2 separate regions of the Sus scrofa genome follow, and region 1 is linked to region 2. Evidence: chromatin contacts called from public promoter capture Hi-C data. All regions are on one chromosome and are shown on one strand. Each heading gives the region's core, a stretch centred on a gene start, on an enhancer-like site or on the middle of the called end of the contact. The rest is flanking DNA. Distances are from core to core; before and after follow the strand shown. Region 1 holds the start of MED19 (mediator of RNA polymerase II transcription subunit 19). Region 2 holds the start of CCDC86 (coiled-coil domain-containing protein 86).

Region 1 (3,351 bases), core at 481-2,980, 2.3 Mb after region 2:
TTGCTAAGATTATTTACCTTAATATTCTAACTTCCAAATCACCAAGGAAATAGTAAAAGATTTTTTCCAGGAAAACAAACACTAGCTATAAACTCTAAATAGTTAAAGGTCCCTACTTAATAGGTTCTTTTGGAGTTCCTGTCATGGCACAGTGGAAACGAATCTGACTAGTACCCATGAGGATCCGGGTTCAATCCCTGGCCTCGCTCAGTGGGTCAGGGATCTGCCATTGCCTTGAGCTGTGGTGTAGATCTGAGACAGAGCTTGGATCCCACGTTGCTATGGCTGTGGCATAGGCTGTAGCTCTGATCTGACCCTAGCCTGGGAACCTCCATACCCCGCAGGTTCGCCCCCCTGCCCCCCAAATGGATCTTTTGAAGCACCACAGCTATACATGAGCTACTTAATAACACTGGGAAAGAACGGCGGAAGTACGAAAAAGTAAACAAGGGAAGGAGAATAAAAGTAAGGAAGTAAGTTCTGTCAAAAGTCAAGACTCATTCTGGGACCTGGAAAAAAAAAAAGACAAAAACTCAGGAAGGCCCTCCTTCCTCGTAACACAGATTCAGCTATACAGAAGGGGGCACAGAACTTCATCTTATTTTTCTGAGTGGTCCTTCCACTTCTACTTAGGAAGTACTGCAAGAGAGTTCAGATTGATTTCTTTACAATGAATTTTTTTTACAATTCCATTTCAATAGGCCTAAAACTTTATTCATTTTTACATTCTCAGGATGCAGCACAGTGCCTAGCATACAGTCCTCCCTCTGCAGTTGTTAACTGAATTAAAATGACTGATGGTGCTGCTGCTTTGGCCAGAAGAGTGGTTTCAAGTCCCAGCCACTCACTAGTTGTGTGACCTTGGACAAGTCTCCTAACTACGCCGAGATCAATTTCTTCATCAGTGAAACGAGATTACTACTACTTGCCTTGTTTACCTCACTGATTCCTCAAGAGGCTTTACATAACGAGAGCAGCACTGTAAAACAGTGCAGATGCCTCGTTTGGGTAGGTACGAATTGTGAGACGGAAAGGACCTTGGACTCAGGAGTCAGAAGACCCCGGCAGGCTAACTCGCTGTATTCCCATCTTAAACGTGAAGAGGTTTACACTCGACGACCGCCCAGGCTCTAGATTCTTAATAGCTTAAGTCCGCTACAGGTTGGGAACCTCAGGTGTTCTCAAACAGGTGAACCTCGCATCTCGTAGATGCAACCTAGGACAGGGTGTCAAGGTCGCGGGGTCCTAAGGCGGGGGGTCGCTCACCCAGTCAAAGTCACACGGGTTGCCGTCTTCGCGTTGCGTGGGGAGATTGTAGCAGACAGGGGGCAGCTTCCTCACGAGTAGGAAGGCAGCAGAGAGGAGGGCTGACAGAAGGTAGTAAGGTCGGGCCAGCCATCGTGATAGTCGAGGTATCGAATAAATAAGAGCAATTAAAGGCGCGAGAACCGCCATCTTCCCGGCTCTAGCGGCGCCAGCCGCTCCACGGAGTCCGTGAGCCTGGTCCCGCCTCTCCCATCATTGTGCTTCCATTGGGCCTAGTCTCGGATGCACCGCCTCTAGATCCGGAAGCAGATCTCTGACTGGCTTCTGCGTCAGGTTAAAAATGGAGAAAGGGCTTTGATATTTTATTGGCTAATCTAGCTGTCTTTTTTTCCACCTAAATCGTTTTATTGGACATATGCGACTGCGGCAAGTAGGAGATACAGGAGAATTTAAATAAAGTTAAATAGTACTTCCGGAACGTTCTCAGAAGGCGACGGAAGTAGTTGCAGGAAGAAGGTAGGAAGGGCCCGAGGCAACCCAATGGTGAGAGGCTCCTGAAAGAGGAGGGCGGTACTCTGTGAAAAGATTGACCAATGAACGTCACCAACGCCAGACACCGAGACAGCGCCGGGGCGGAGGAGGCGATGGAGAATTTCACGGCGCTGTTCGGAGCTCAGGCTGACCCACCACCGCCCCCGACCGCACTTGGCTTCGGACCTGGAAAACCTCCACCCCCACCGCCTCCTCCTCCGGGCGGGGGGCCGGGCCCCGCCCCGCCCTCTACCGCGGCCACAGCCGCTCCCGGCTCCGACAAGTCAGCGGCCGGTTGTGGCCCCTTCTACCTAATGCGGGAACTGCCGGGTGAGTACAAGGCCTGGTCAAAGCCAGCCAATCAGATCATAGCGAGGAGAGGCGGGGCGTGGCTCTCAGCCTTCCGACTGGGGTGAGGGGTAACCTAGGCAACGCGTGGCGCGATTTCGGAACACTATACTAGAAGAGGTTCTGAGGATTCACAACCGAAAGAATGATTGGAATTGGGATGGATTAGGGGTGGGAAGAGAGTGGATCTCCCTGACCACCTTTCACGCCCGATCCTGCCCCTGACGCTGGTTTTTGACTCCCTAAAGATTATCCTAGCTTTGAGTTTGGTATTTGAGGGTCCTGATTTAACATCCCTGCGGACCCAGTTCCAGATCTGCTTCAAACTTCCTGTTGGTTTGGGACATGTTGTCTTTCTTCCTCTGGGCCTCGGGGTTTCAAAATGTGTTCGAAGAAGTGATTAGAATTAAACCAGGTTCTTTCATTCAAAAAATTATTTTGTTGCGCACCCACTCTGTGTACCAAGCACTCTTCCAATTGCTGAAGATACAGCTGTGAACAAAACTGACAAGATCCTTGCCTGTTTGGGAGTTTACCTGCCAGTGGAGGAGTCAAAGAGTGATAAACAGATATCTGCGGATAAACAGATAGTATCAGATAGTGGTTATGGCTACAAGGGGGAAATGTGATAAAGAATTGAGGGGGCAGAACTGCTTTAGCTAGAGTGATCAGGAGAGCCCTTTCTGAGTAGATAACATTAGAGCTAAAATATAAGCACAAAGGAAGAGCTAGCCATTTATGAGTGGGAGGAGAGAGAACTCTAGATACAAAAAATGAGATTAGAAGGCCCAATGTGAGAATAACCTTGAATATTTGAGGGACAGAAAACCACTTGCACTCCGGGGAAGTGAACAGGGAAAGAGCGATAGGAGATGAAGGTGGGAGAGTAGGCAGAGGCCTCTATAAGACATTTTAAGTTCAGGGGGAACCATTTTGACACAAGAGTCTGAAGTGATCTAACTTCTAACTTATTTGCTTATTTTCAATCATTCGAGCAGCTCTATTAAGGAAGCAAAGTGGGGGAGTTCCCGTCATAGCACAGCAGAAATGAATCCGACTAGGAAGCATGAGGTTGTGGGTTTGATCCCTAGCCTCACTCAGTGGGTTAAGGATCCAGTGTTGTCCTGTGCTGTGGTGTAGGTTGCAGACGCAGCACAGCTCTAGCATTGCTGTGGCTCTGGTGTAGGCCGGCACCTGTAGCTCTGA
Region 2 (2,984 bases), core at 267-2,766:
CTAACAGCTTCATGGGGCTGATGTGCAGATTAAATGTCAAGATGCAGGAGTTTTCCTTGTGGGGCAGTGGGTTAGGGATTTGGCATTGTCACCACAGCGGCTTAAGTTGCTGCTGTGGCCCGGGTTTGATCCCTGGCCTGGGAGCTGCCGAAAGCTGCAGGCAAGTGAAGCCAAAAAAAAAGAAAAAAGAAAAAAAAGCCAAGATGCATGCTTCTACCATTTGAAAGGCCCTTCCCCTAACCAATCCTTACTAGAGGGCTTAGCAGCTTTCTATATTGTCAGTACTTGGTAATGCCTTTTATTAAAAAGGCAAAAAAATGTAACATAATGGTAAATACTGTTTTACTTGCTTCTGCCTCCTTATTAGAGAGGGCAGAGTCGAGGGTAAATGTGTGTTGAATGAACACACAGATGAGAAGAGGTCCACTGAGGGCATTCCTCCCCAACATCCCGGTGCATCTTACCACATTCTGATTATAATTACCTGTTTGTGTGACACCCCCACTTTTGTGAGCGCTCTCCAACCCAGGGGGCTATCCCCAGGTTGTGCCCAGGCCCAAGCACCACACAGAACCCCATGCCCGCCCAGGTGTCGCCTACTTCACCTCTTCTTTGAGCGGTCCTTCCACACTCGCCCAGACTTGGGCTTCCCCTTCGGGATAACAGGAACCTCCTCTTTCTTCTGCTTTTTGGACGCTGGGGCCTGGACTGAAGAACTTTCTCGCTTCTTTGGCCCGAGGACGTCTCTCCCCCTTTCCCTGGATGGAGCTGGCTTGCTTGGCTCGTTCTGATCCTGTGGGGAACCGGGTGACTGGAGTGGCAGCTCCTGCAGTGGCAGCTCCTGTAGTGGCTGCGAGGGCTCCAGATCCGGCGCTTGCTGACCGGGGTAAGGCTCTAGTGACCCTGGGCCCAACTGCAGCTGATGTTGGGGAGACTCCGGGGTCTGCTCCGCCTTACTCCCGGCCAACTCCGAATCCGCTTCTTGGTCCTGGGAGAACTTTGGTGACTCCCCATTTGGCTTTGACTGAAGTCCTGGGGTTTCAGGACTCGATTCCGGCTGCCTTTGGGAAGACTCCAGACCCGGATCTCGCTGACGCTGGGGGGACCCTGGGCCCGGCTCTGGCTGTCTCTGGGAGGACCCCAAGCCTGCCCCTTCCTGTAGACTGGGTGAAACTGGAGCTGTCTCTGACTGACGTCTGGGGGACCCCAAACCTGGTGGCTGCACATTCCGAGGAGACCCGGGCTCCCTCGCTTCTTCTGGGTGCGACTCGAGCTCCACAAGGGCCCGTCTCGCCTGCAAAACTGGGGTGGGGTTCTCGGGGGATTCAGGCTTTAGTCCTTCCAGCCGCCGACTGCGCCTGAGAGGTGTATCCATGGCACCGCCAGAGTTTCTAAATCCAAGCCCACGTGCAGCTTCTGGGACTCCCGGCGCCGTCCTATGACGTCAGGAGACGCCACGTCTGTGTAGGGCAGGAGGGGCTGTTGCTGCGGAGGCCATGTTGGTGATGGGCAGATAGGCGGGTACAGAGGAGTCCGGGGCGGGCGGGGCCTGGGTTTACTAGGCGCATGCGCAAAGCGTTTTGGCACGTTTACACGCGATTGATGAAGGAATGTCAGCTTCAGATCGGGGTTTGTCATTCCTGCGAACCCAGTCTCCGGGGAAAAAGAGTGTGCCGGTGGAGGAAGGAAAAGGGGTCCTGTTTTCGGGAGAGAAGAGGATTGGGAAAAGATCCAGGGAGCTCGTAGGCAAGGCTGGGTGAAAACTGCCAGTAACTCCTCTGCAGTTAGGGGTCCTACCCAGTTTGTGCCTCAGTTCTCTCATTTGTAACACGGGTGCTTTTACACTAGTTTAGTGTATATAAAATGATCCTGCCAAAGCATCCTGACTGCCAGGGTGAATGCTACTTGGCAGATCCTGAAGGTGGGAAATTTCTTAAGCCCAGTGTTAAAAGTAATCCTTGCTTTCTCTTCTCCCATCCTATGCCTAAATGTAAAATCGATGGCTCTCCTTTGCAACATTTTCAGCTTTCTGCATGAAGTTGGAGTATGGGTAAAATGCACCATCTGCGGCATGCCCAGGCCCTCAGCCCCTCTGCACACCTTTTCTGGTACCCCTTCTGCCCTAGTTCTAGAAACAGAGGTCGGATTGTCTCTGGGTTTTATTTCAGCCAAGACAGCGGTCCTTGCCCTAGTATGTGAACTTGTCTCCTCCCTCCTTTGCGTGACACCCAGTTGGGGGCTTTGAGTCACTCAGAGCAGACGCCTTTCTTAGGAAGAACATCTTGGCAGTTGCCCAAATGTACCCCAGCTCTTCCCTAGTGTATTTTTGGAACTTCCTGGGGATGGCGCTTAGGCATCCCAGGGTCCTGGTTCCGCTGTCCCAGCAGCTTCTTTTAGACACTATTGTTTCTTCAGCTGAGGGGTTATGCGTGGGCCTGGGAAGTTGTCCAGAGGTGCTCAGGGGGCAGAGGAGGAAGGCCAGGCAGACAGCCAGGGCCCTCAGCACTGAGCTCAGCTCCCACCTGCCGAGTCACTCTTCCAACTGTCAGATGGGGTGCAAGGTGACTTGACTGCTGATCAAGAGGAGATGAGGAGGAGGAAAACATAGGCAAGGTTCCTGGAGGATGGAAAAGTGGATTGAGGATCCTTTAAGACCTCTCACCCCTTGGCTGGTGCCACACGGCATCCACAACATATCTTGATGAATCTAGCGTTTTGAAATCCCAAGGGTACTTAAGGGTTAGGCGCTGGCTCTGCTACTCCACTACCCTTCCCTGTTGTCAGAAAGTTGCATCCCTGTGCTGTAATCCCGTGTCAGTCCCTCCCTTCCGGGCCACTTTCAGGGGCTCCACCCACAGGCTCAGTGCCCTCATGCCCCTTGCTCCTGGACCAAAGAAGCCTCTGCAAGGAGGCTATGTCTCGGTGCCCCAGCACAGCGGTGCAGGTCCCCACTGCAGAAGCAGCTCAAACGCTTCCTCACCCAT

The links. Promoter capture Hi-C pulls out the DNA fragments that hold promoters and counts their contacts.
Region 1: a contact with region 2 is called in a promoter capture Hi-C map of liver, with 4 times the contacts expected there. The contact joins the promoter of MED19 here to the promoter of CCDC86 in region 2. A contact is called at or near these places in 1 of 5 promoter capture datasets (liver) and 1 of 47 Hi-C or Micro-C datasets (liver).

The regions. Positions count from the first base shown.
Region 1 is chr2:13,239,581-13,242,931 of Sscrofa11.1, forward strand. It overlaps MED19 (mediator of RNA polymerase II transcription subunit 19), which reads left to right and starts at 1,731. Exons shown (of 5, transcript XM_003122715.5): 1 at 1,731-2,127. The coding sequence starts at 1,860. TMX2 (thioredoxin-related transmembrane protein 2) reads right to left here and starts at 1,690. Exons shown (of 8, transcript XM_005660896.3): 1 at 1,267-1,690. The coding sequence starts at 1,455.
Region 2 is chr2:10,904,680-10,907,663 of Sscrofa11.1, forward strand. CCDC86 (coiled-coil domain-containing protein 86) reads right to left here and starts at 1,517. Exons shown (of 4, transcript XM_003122668.4): 1 at 606-1,517. The coding sequence starts at 1,375.